Regions from separate parts of the Mus musculus genome. Here region 1 is linked to region 2. The links are chromatin contacts, called in public HiChIP or PLAC-seq maps. All regions are on one chromosome and are shown on one strand. Each heading gives the region's core, a stretch centred on a gene start, on an enhancer-like site or on the middle of the called end of the contact. The rest is flanking DNA. Distances are from core to core; before and after follow the strand shown.

The links. HiChIP or PLAC-seq counts read pairs in DNA pulled down with a chosen protein or histone mark.
Region 1: a contact with region 2 is called in a CTCF HiChIP or PLAC-seq map of the NIH/3T3 cell line, with 15 read pairs. The contact joins the promoter of Pfkfb3 here to the enhancer-like site in region 2. A contact is called at or near these places in 3 of 15 datasets of contacts at CTCF or cohesin (CD8 T cells, the NIH/3T3 cell line and embryonic stem cells), 6 of 484 Hi-C or Micro-C datasets (the AML12 cell line, the C2C12 cell line, embryonic stem cells and 2 more), 12 of 115 datasets of contacts at active chromatin or transcription factors (CD8 T cells, the HPC-7 cell line, the SCID.adh cell line and 7 more) and 2 of 9 other capture datasets (adipose tissue and pancreatic islet).

The regions. Positions count from the first base shown.
Region 1 is chr2:11,499,502-11,504,931 of GRCm38.p6, reverse strand. It overlaps Pfkfb3 (6-phosphofructo-2-kinase/fructose-2,6-biphosphatase 3), which reads left to right and starts at 2,842. Exons shown (of 18, transcript NM_001177753.1): 1 at 2,842-3,307. The coding sequence starts at 3,232. Gm52500 (a long non-coding RNA gene) reads right to left here and starts at 2,922. Exons shown (of 3, transcript XR_003953759.1): 1 at 1,426-2,922; 2 at 656-778.
Region 2 is chr2:11,461,424-11,467,379 of GRCm38.p6, reverse strand. No RefSeq gene overlaps it. Among named protein-coding and RNA genes, the nearest start is that of Gm31990, 17 kb to the right of the region's middle. Within about 2 kb of position 2,554, at least 41 of the 459 cell types and tissues checked have an H3K27ac peak or open chromatin away from gene starts, as enhancers often do. A contact at or near this core is called in the C2C12 cell line, the NIH/3T3 cell line and pancreatic cancer cells, where this site is marked.

The DNA of each region.
Region 1 (5,430 bases), core at 1,593-4,092, 37 kb before region 2:
CTAAAACAAAACAATTCACCCCGCACAAACCTTCTTCCTAACTGCCTTCCTTCCTCCTTGGTCTTTGACTCGATTCCTTGACCTTTCTAATCTCCAATCTTCCCTTCGCTCCTTCCTGTAGACAAGGGGTAGAGGGCTGTGGAATGTGGACTAGAATGCACAGTACTTTCTTTTGGCTTTAGCAGGGTCTAGATTGTGACTCAATCTAAAGGAAGTTGTCAATCAGTCCTAGTGATTGGAGTCACCTGGCTATAAGTCACCCGACTTAAAGAATGTTCACATTCTTGGCTGTGTCTTCTAAAGAGCTGAGTTCATAATATCCACCTGGGAACCTGGGAGTTAGTGAAGCCCTAGGGGACTGCGTTTGAGGTAAAGATAAGGGTGTATTAACAGAACTAAGGGAGGAATTGGAAGGATGTCTAAACAGCAAAGCTGAGGAGGAAACCTTTGAATGTAGGTGTAGCAAGGTTGGTCCTAAGGAGGATCATGTTGGAGCAGTTTTGCCTTCCACAAACACAGCTTTTACCTGTGGTTGCAAGCCGACAGCTTCAGAGGACCAACAAACAAGTGTGAATTCAGCTGTGTGCCTCACATTCCACCCTTTCCTAGATATCTGGAGCCCTAGGCAGGGTAAAGGTGATTTCCCTTTACCTACCTGGTAGCAGAAGTGACTGGAGAACTTAGTGTTTGTTCTGGGTACCCACTACATTGTTGACTCCAGGAAAGGAAAACTGCCCCATCTGAGAATGCTTAGCTGCCACCTGACTTGAGGACTGACCTTAAATCGAGAGATTTAAACATGATAAAAGAGAAATAAAAGATCGTTCTCCACTGGTACCATTCCCACCACGTTCTCCCTGGCGGTTCCCAGCAATCTGTTCCTAAGCTTTGACATCTGGCCATTTGCCTGGCTTGTAGGTGTGTGCAAACTCAAGCGGGCACCTGGGAACATGGCACAGGCCTGTAATACCAGGCTGAGAAAGGAGCAAGCTTGAGGCCGGCCTGGGCTGCATAGGAAAACTGTCTCAAACAAAGCAAAACAAACAGAAAACCTAGTGGAAACTTTACAAGCGTCCAGGTGCACTATGGTTATTGGGAGTCGGGAGTGGGGAGTCTCCTGGCAGGGATGCACTCTCACCCCCATCCCTTCCCCCTCCCCCTCAGCTTGCAAATACCAGTAAGGGAACCCTTCTGGAGACTACTAGATGTTTTCCTTGTCGAGTCAGTCCATTCTAATTTCAGGAGTGGAGCGAGATTCTCCCTTGGGCTTTCTAGGGTGTCACCTCTGGCATTTGCTCTCACTGAAGAAAAACAAGTTTAAATGTAATGCACCGGGTTTCTTTCTGAACAGCTGCCTGAGCACAGAAATCGGAAGGTCAGCAAAGCTGTCCTGGGGTTGGGGACAGGTATTGAGGAGGGTGGTACCGGAGAGCAGGGTGCAGGAATGGCGGTTAGAGCTGGGAGGTTCCCAAGGGCTACTCGCCAGGTGAGCTCCAGGTCTCCTAAGCTCGCCAGGCTGCCGGAGAAGGCAAGGCGGAGGCCCCAGGCGGGGCGGGCTGGGTTGGGAACAGAGCAGCTGCGCCCGCCGCCGGGGGGCCGGCGCCCTCCCAGCAGAGCATGCAGGACGTGCGCGACGTGTGGCAGCCTCTGCGCAGACTTTTCCACTGCAGTGTGGGGTTCCGCGAGCGCCTCCAATCACAGCTCAGCTTCACCGCGACGTGTGCAGCTTGCGCTAAGCAAGGCAGATCTTCTGAGCGGAGGCTTCCTTCGCTAAAATCACATTTAAAGTGTCTTGTCTCCACGGCCTCCCGTGCAGCGGTCCTCACCGAAAGATCCCTTAGATCGTCGCTGAATAAATGAACTCTGGCGGTTCAACGATTGCCTGTTATGCATGTATCTCCAGCCTATGCAAAGTGCAAAAATCGGAAAGGAAGCGAGGGCATGTTCACATCAAACAAAATATAGCCGGTGTGCTAGAGCGGGCGCGTGGGGGTTGGGTGGGTGACATGAATTTAGGATCTAGCTGTCCCTTGATAGTTACTTTGGGGCTCATAGTCCGGTAATGGGAGAGGGAATGGGGTCTACTTTTAATCACTACTTGCAGAAGGGGTATGGAATATGGCCCATGTTGAAAGGGAAAATAATACCAACCGCCCCCCGCATCCCAAAGTTCCTTTTCGGTCGAACCTTCCTTCCTTCCTTATTTATTTATTGCCCCCCTTCAAGCGCCAGGCACGGTAGCACTGAGTGAGGGGTAGCAACACTACCCAAGCATGTTTCCCGGGGATTCAGGAAAAGTATGCGCCCGTGCCCGGAGGTGGCAGTGTCAGCAATGGCAGGGGACATAGTGGGCGATAATGCACAGGTGTTACCAGGAGGCAGCTCTGACCTGCGTCTTCACTTGGACTGAGCCAGTCCCCAAATCATGTAACTATGGTGCATGGTGTTGGGGCTCCCACGGCTTGTAAGGCTGAACTGGGAAGATGCTTTTACATAGCTCTAGCTCTGTGTGTGTGTGTGTGTGTGTGTGTGTGTGTGTAGGGGTGGAGGACTGTCAACGAACCACATTGGACATTATCAGATCGCTGCTGCCTTCCAAGCACAGATGAGGAAAGTGGCTGGAATTATTTGGGGACTCCGTTCCTGTCTTGCGCCCTTAGGGAATAAACTTAGGGACGGAAAGGAGGACGAAAGAACCAGCCTGGGTTGCAGGAACAGAGCGTGCTGCTCTCGTCCACCCGCAGGGGGCGGCAGCAGGCTGTCTCTTGGCCTTGCCCACCCTTCTCTCCACGTGAAAGGGGGCTGGGACGCAAAGAATGCGGCCCGCCCCGAGGCTGACGCGCCGCGCTACCGGTCAGATCTTAAAAGGCCGGGCAGTGCGTGTGGCATCCCGACAGAACTGGAGAGGAGCAAGTGGCAGTGCTGGGTGTTGGGACCGTGGCTGTCACTGCGCTGGAGCATCCCTGAGCTTTTGAACAGAGCCGACTAGTCAGCAGTGCAGCAGCCGCAACTCCACGCCGCTCTCATCTGTCTCGTGTCTCCGCTCAGGCGATCCTTCCTCCGAGACTCCGCACAAAGCACATTTTCCAAAGCAGTGCAAGGGAGCGCCCAGCCGCGTGCAGGCGGACGCACCCTTCCTGTCCTTTGTTCCGGGGGGATCTGCTGCTGCTCTTCTCCCCAAGTCGGAGTCTTTCCTCCAGGGGTGGCGGGTCGCCGAATACAGCTACGAAGATGCCGTTGGAACTGACCCAGAGCCGGGTACAGAAGATCTGGGTGCCCGTCGATCACCGACCCTCGTTGCCCAGATGTGAGTGCAGGCAGCCACGTGGGGGGCTAGGTTGTAGATTGCGCCGCGTGCAGAGCCCGGCCATTGTGTGTGCAGCGGCTTTGTGCCGGTTCCCCTCTGCGGGAAGCGCACTCGTGCCGGTCGGCCCGGCCCGGCGAGGCGGGGGTGGCGGCCGGCTGCGTCTCCCAGGCTGGGCAGAAGGGGCGCTGTGGCTCCGGAAACCTCCTGTGTGCCCGGCCCGGCCTGGGCTCTCTGGGCCAGCGCCTCCCAGAGGCTGGAGAGACCTGGCTGCTCCGGAGTCACCCTGGCCGACTGCAGCAGGGGCGCGGCCGCCCACACCAACGCCCCCTTTTCTTTGGGTCTCCTCTGGTTCACGGTCTTTTTTCTTCCTCGGATCTTTGCACCTCTGTATATTTCCATCTTCGCCGTCACTCCCGTGACTGCAGATCCTTGGTTGCAGGGATGGTTTATGGGTTGGTGACTAGTGTTGTATTACAGACGCACTCGTTTACCCGGAGCACGGAATTTGCTGGCAGTTTCTCTTAGTGCCTCACCTGTTGCTGCTGTGAACGATTTGGGAAGGTTTCATTCACTTCCATCCCTAGATAGGAAGAGGTGCCTCTGGGAAGAGCGGATGGAATTGCTCTAAGGCAATGCTTCCCTCCCAGGCAGCAGGCCCAGGAGCCCACGGGGGTAAACAGGAGCGAGCTGCCCAGTGGACACGTTGCTCACATCACGTTTGTAGTTTGAGAATCTACTGGCAAAACTGGGAGGTGGTTTCCTGTCACCCTGGGACACTGGAACACCAGGCTGCAGGGTAGGTTTCTCTGCTGTCACGTTTCTCAGGATGGCCATCACAGGACATGACAGCTCTCGGAGCTTTGTGGGTCTGAGTCACTTACTGGTTTCCCTGCCTCCCTGTGGTGCAGTATGAGACCTCTAGCAGGTCTTCCCTGCTGGACCTGTGGGCTTCGGTGGAACTCTGTCCCCAAGACAGTCTCCTTTTCTTTTGCTCAAGTAAGTCAGAGGTAAGGGCTTGGCAAGGGTTCTTCCCCAAACCCTGTCAGACACGTTTATGCACCGGGGCCACCTTTATGAAAATGCCCCAGGGTAAAACCAAGCCTGTGGGACACCTATAATCTCATTACACTGTAGCTGGGAAACTAAGGTCAAAGAATCATGAACCTGGACTACACAGTGAGACCCTGTCAATAAATAATAATAATAATAATAATAATAATAATAATAATAAAAACAGGGAAAGTTGGTAAGTTGGTCAAATTTAGACAGCATGCTGCTTCTGGACTTTTTAGTCAGGCAGATTATAGCGTTTTCTATTTTTTAAACTGAAATTGGTCAAACAATAGGGCCTGGTTTTCTATGTATGTGTACAGCCATGTGATTGCAGAATACATTCTTCCCTTGTTTGGGTCTGAGAGAACCATGGCAGCTTTTGCAAGAACCCAAGTTCAGTGACACTGGCTCAGTGAAAGACATCACCGTGCAGCGGGGCCTCCCCCAGGCTGCAGACCCTGATCGCTAGATTCCACGAGCTTGCACGTCTGTCGGAGCTCAGAGATTTGCACAGAATTGCTGTTGGAACCATGTAGAGTTGAAAGCGGATGTGCCTAAAGCTGACAGATTAAGATGACCAGCTCGCTCACTTCTGGAATTCTTGTGTGTGAGACTGGTGTGTATGTGAAAGAATGTGTAGTCAGACACATTCTTTCACATACAAATATCTGCAGCCAGGGGTTTTAAAAGCATATCCGTATTTTAAATGTTTTTCCCCCCCTATACTAAATTTGGTTTTACTGCAATAGAGAAAATAGGTTTTTTTTTTTGTTTTGTTTTGTTTTTTTAAATAAGTTACTTCTTTTCTACTGACACTGGGAATCTTGTGGACAGACTGACTGTCTTTCCTTCCTTCCTTTCTATTTTTCTTTCTTCTTTCTGAGATAAGGTCTCCAGTGACCCTGGCTGGCCTGGCTTCAACTTAAATGGGATTAAGAGTGTGTGCTACCACACCCAGCCTCTTGTAGATTTTCACTCACCTAAATCTTTTTTTTTTTTTTTTTTTTAACTGTTTTTCAGAGCTGAATTGACTTAAACGTTCTATGATGTCTAGATGACAGTGAACTTGT
Region 2 (5,956 bases), core at 1,305-3,804:
CAGATTCAATGCAATCCCCATCAAAATTCCAACTCAATTCTTCAACGGATTAGAAAGGGCAATTTGCAAATTCATCTGGAATAACAAAAAACCTAGGATAGCTAAAACTCTTCTCAATGATAAAAGAACCTCTGGTGGAATCACTATGCCTGACCTCAAGCTGTACTACAGAGCAATTGTGATCAAAACTGCATGGTACTGGTATAGCAACAGACAAGTAGACCATTGGAATAGAATTGAAGACCCAGAAATTAACCCACACACCCATGGTCACTTGATCTTTGACAAGGGAGCTAAAACCATCCAGTGGAAAAAAGACAGCATTTTCAACAAATGGTGCTGGCACAACTGGCTGTTATCATGTAGAAGAATGCGAATTGATCCATTCTTATCTCCTTGTACAAAGGTCAAATCTAAGTGGATCAAGGAACTCCACATAAAACCAGAGACACTGAAACTTATAGAGGAGAAAGTGGGGAGAAGCCTCAAAGATATGGGCACAGGGGGAAAATTCCTGAATAGAACAGCAATGGCTTGTGCTGTAAGATTGAGAATGGACAAATGGGACCTCATAAAATTGCAAAGCTTCTGTAAGGCAAAAGACACTGTCAATGAGACAAAAAGGCCACCAACAGATTGGGAAAGGATCTTTACCTATCCTAAATCGGATAGGGGACTAATATCCAATATATATAAAGAACTCAGGAAGGTGGACTCCAGAAAATCAAATAACCCCATTAAAAAATGGGGCTCAGAGCCAAACAAAGAATTCTCACCTGAGGAATACTGAATGGCTGAGAAGCACCTGAAAAAATGTTCAGCATCCTTAATCATCAGGGAAATGCAAGTCAAAACAACCCTGACATTCCACCTCACACCAGTCAGAACGGCTAAGATCAAAATTTCAGGTGACAGCAGATGCTGGCGAGGATGTGGAGAAAGAGGAACACTCCTCCATTGTTGGTGGGATTGCAAGCTTGTACAACCACTCTGGAAATCAGTCTGGCGGTTCCTCAGAAAATTGGACATAGTACTACCGGAGGATCCCGCAATACCTCTCCTGGGCATATATCCAGAAGATGTTCTAACTGGTAAGAAGTACACGTGCTCCACTATGTTCATAGCAGCCTTATTTATAATAGCCAGAAGCTGGAAAGAACCCAGTTGTCCCTCAACAGAGGAATGGATACAGAAAATGTGGTACATTTACACAATGTACCACATTACTCAGCTATTAAAAAGAATGAATTTATGAAATCCCTAGGCAAATGGATGGACATAGAGGGTATCATCCTGAGTGAGGTAATCCAATCACAAAAGAACTCACATGATATGTAGTCACTGAGAAGTGGATTTGCCCAGAAACTTTGAATAACCAAGATACAAGATACAATTTGCAAAACACATGAAACTGAAGAAGAACGAAGACTAAAGTGTGGACACTTTGCCCCTTCTTAGAATTGGGAACAAAACACTCATGGAAGGAGTTACAGAGACAAAGTTTGGAGCTGAGATGAAAGGATGGACCGTCTATAGACTGCCACACCCGGGGATCCATCCCATAATCAGCCTCCAAAAGCTGACACTATTGCATATGCCAGCAAGATTTTTCTGAAATGACCCTGATATAGCTGTCTCTTGTGAGACTATGCCAGGGCCTAGCAAACACAGAAATGGATGATCACAGTCAGCTATTGGATGGCACACAGGGCCCCCAATGGAGGAGCTAGAGAAAGTACCCAAGGAGCTGAAGGGGTCTGCAACCCTATAGGTGGAACAGCAATACGAACTAACCAGTACCCCTGAGCTTGTGTCTCTAGCTGCATATGTAGCAGAAGATGGCCTAGTTGGCCCCTTGGTCTTGCAAACTTTATATGCCCCGGTACAGGGGAATGCCAGGGCCAAGAAGTAGGAGTGGGTGGGTGGGGGTGGGGGGGTATGGAGGACATTTGGGATAGCATTTGAAATGTGAATGAAGAAAATACCTAGTTAAAAAAACAAAACAAAACAAAACAACCCACCAACATAAGTGTTACTTGATACAATCTATCAATGCTCCCACTACTCTAAATAGTTGACCAAGTTTTCCAGTATGACTAGTTAAATAATTTCAAGGAAAAATACTCTCGGTTGTGCTTGGTGAAGAGGCAGAAGAGGCTGAGAGTCAAATGAAGTTTCACTCTTGCCCAAGGTTTCTCCTGAGCATGGGGCAGGAAGTGTTGGTCCAAGCCATCTAGACTCAGGTCCCAGTAAGACAGATTCTTGCAATCTCATTTTTCTTTAGGCTGTTTCCCTCCATTGACTGTCTCTGGGCAGCCACATGCTTACCCCACACTCTTACTCCATCTGACTCACTGAAGCCTGTACATCTTATTCTGTCTGCCAAAGCTCCTGGCGATGGACACCAGCCTCTGCCTTTGGGAATGAGTGTTCATTGTTCATTTGCCCCTGGTGATGTATGCCTTGTCGGTTTGAACAATGTGCTTTACCCCATAGCTAATGGGGCCTTGCTTGGGGCCAGTCCTGACTATGCCAATATGCACTGATCAGCCTTTTTGACCTCTCTGCTGGGATCCCAGCCAAACTGGATTATGTCTGAGTGGTGCTCTCTGCCACAGCTCATCGGTTTGAATTCAGTCATTTTTAATCAGAGTTGCACAACACAGTTGGCTTAGCAAGATCTCAGCCTGGGAGGTTGTGATTTATGATGCATTTATTTAAGTGCGTTTATGTGTGTGGTATTATACACGTGTGTGCAGAGGTCAGAGAGTCACACTGGGTGTCCTGCTGTGTCATTCTACTTTATTTCCCTGAGCCAGAGTTTCTCGGCAAACCTGGAGGTAGGGTAGCAGCCACCATGCTTCGGCGAGCCTCCTGTCCTTTCCCTACACGATTTTGTGATTACAGGATGCATGTGGCCATGTTCTGCATTTTCATGTGTGGCCTCAGCATTTGAATTCAGGTCCTCAGGCTTGAGTAGCAAGCACCTTTATCGATTGAGACACCTCCTCAATCTCTTGAGATTTATAATGTGACTATCCAAAGTGTTCTGTGTTGGAGGAGGGGTTTGCAACATCCTGTGTGATTCTGAGAGAGATTGCTTCAGAATCACACTGGTCCATAATGAGCATTATAGATATGGGGGAGTATATCCACCTACATGAGGCATCTAGAGTGTTTAGGTTCATAGAAAAGAATGGAGGGGGCCAGGAACTTTAGTTTATGTGTGTGTATATGCCTGGGTGTATCTCTCTCTCTCTCTCTCTCTCTCTCTCTCTCTCTCTCTCTCTCTGTGTGTGTGTGTGTGTGTGTGTGTGTGTGTGTGTGTATACAAGAGCCTGAGAAGGTCAAAGAGGGTTTGGGTCCCAAGGAACTGGAGTTAGAGATGGTTGCTAGCCACCATGCAGATGTTGGGAATCAAACCTGGGTTCTCTGGAAGAGCAGCTATGCTTTTAAACCACTGTGGCCATCAATCCAGCCCCATAGTGTGTCCTTCAGAATATGTTACGAAGATAGATTTCAAGTGAACATCTTAACAGACATACAAAAATCCAAACAAACAGGGCATGCTATAAAACTACCCCCCCCTCACACACACAAAAACTCAAGGAAGTTCGTGGAGGAGATGTGGACATTTAGCATCTTAGGGTGATGACCCATGGATGTGAGCCTACCTTTTTTAGCAGATGGATAGAGTTTCCTTATACAACCCAGGCTGGCCTCAAACTTGTGATCCTCCTGCCTTAGCCTAAGTATTGGGGTTGTTGGCATACACAACTACACCCAAATAATTTTTTTTTGGTATACATAAATATCCAATAAAACTTTCTTTTTTTTCCATTTTTTATTAGGTATTTAGCTCATTTACATTTTCAATGTTATACCAAAACTCCCCCATACCCACCCACCCCCACTCCCCTACCCACCCACTCCCCCTTTTTGGCCCTGGCGTTCCCCTGTTCTGGGGCATATAAAGTTTTCAAGTCCAATGGGCCTCTCTTTGCAGTGATGGCCGACTAGGCCATCTTTTGATACATATGCAGCTAGAGTCAAGAGCTCCGGGGTACTGGTTAGTTCATAATGTTGTTCCACCTATAGGGTTGCAGATCCCTTTAGCTCCTTGGGTTCTTTCTCTAGCTCCTCCATTGGGAGCCCTGTGATCCATCCATTAGCTGACTGTGAGCATCCACTTCTGTGTTTGCTAGGCCCCGGCATAGTCTCACAAGAGACAGCTACATCTGGGTCCTTTCGATAAAATCTTGCTAGTGTATGCAATGGCGTCAGCGTTTGGATGCTGATTATGGGGTGGATCCCTGGATATGGCAGTCTCTACATGGTCCATCCTTTCATCTCAGCTCCAAACTTTGTCTCTGTAACTCCTTCCATGGGTGTTTTGTTCCCAATTCTAAGGAGGGGCATAGTGTCCACACTTCAGTCTTCATTCTTCTTGAGTTTCATGTGTTTAGCAAATTGTATCTTATATCTTGGGAATCCTAGGTTTGGGGCTAATATCCACTTATCAGTGAGTACATATTGTGTGAGTTCCTTTGTGAATGTGTTACCTCACTCAGGATGATGCCCTCCAGGTCCATCCATTTGGCTAGGAATTTCATAAATTCATTCTTTTTAATAGCTGAGTAGTACTCCATTGTGTAGATGTACCACATTTTTTGTATCCATTCCTCTGTTGAGGGGCATCTGGGTTCTTTCCAGCTTCTGGCTATTATAAATAAGGCTGCTATGAAGATAGTGGAGCATGTGTCCTTCTTACCAGTTGGGGCATCTTCTGGGTATATGCCCAGGAGAGGTATTGCTGGATCCTCCGGTAGCACTATGTTCAATTTTCTGAGGAACCGCCAGACTGATTTCCAGAGTGGTTGTACAAGCCTGCAATCCCACCAACAATGGAGGAGTGTTAAAACTTTCTTTAAAAAAAAAAAAAAAAAAAAAAAAAAAAGAACCCACTAAGACATGCACAAAGTAAAACAAAGGGGGGGAGGGGCGACTCTGGGCTGGAGAGAAAGCTTATTGGTAACATGCTGGTTGCACATCAGGGAAGACTGAAGCTTGGACCCCCAATGTTCATATAAGAAGCCTAGAACAGTGGGATGGGCCTATGTCCCCAGTGCTTGTAGGCAGAGACAGATGGGTGCCCAGAACTCCACAGCCAATCAGCATCGCTGAACCAGTGGGCTCCGGGTTCAGTAACAGATTCCGTATTAACAATTAGGTGGATACCTGATGGTAACTTTCATTTCCCCCATCCACACACCTATATCACACACACATACACACACTCTCACACACACACACACACACACACACACACACACACACACACACACTCACACACACACACACACACACACTCACACATACACACTCACACACACACACTCTCACACACACACTCACACACACACACACTCACACATACACACTCACACACACATACACACTCACACACACACACATACACACACTCACACACACACACACACACACACACACACACACACACACACACACACACACAAGCAAGCACGCACTTATTTGCTAAACACTCACCAGATTCTCTGTTAAATGAATGCAAGCTATGCAGTGCACCCAGGGTGGAATCTTAACGGTGAAAGACAACCTTCTTGTCCACAAAGCATAGCCTTCCCTGCGAGATGTGTATCTCTGTGTGGACATGGTTCCTTATAAGGCTACATAGCTCGAATTCATCCTTCTCTGAAGTTTCCTTATCACCCACATCTTGAAGGCAGGTGGTCAGAGATGCTTTCCTGGCAGATAGAAAGCTGAAGCAGCCCAAAGCACAAAACCATCTTCCCAGCCCCTTGAGACAGTCTAGGTTTCTGAGATTCTTCCCAAACTGAAGGAATCCCCCTGCCTCAGCATCCCAAGTATGTGAAACTACAGGCACGAGTCACTATTCTGCTGTCTTCTCATCCTT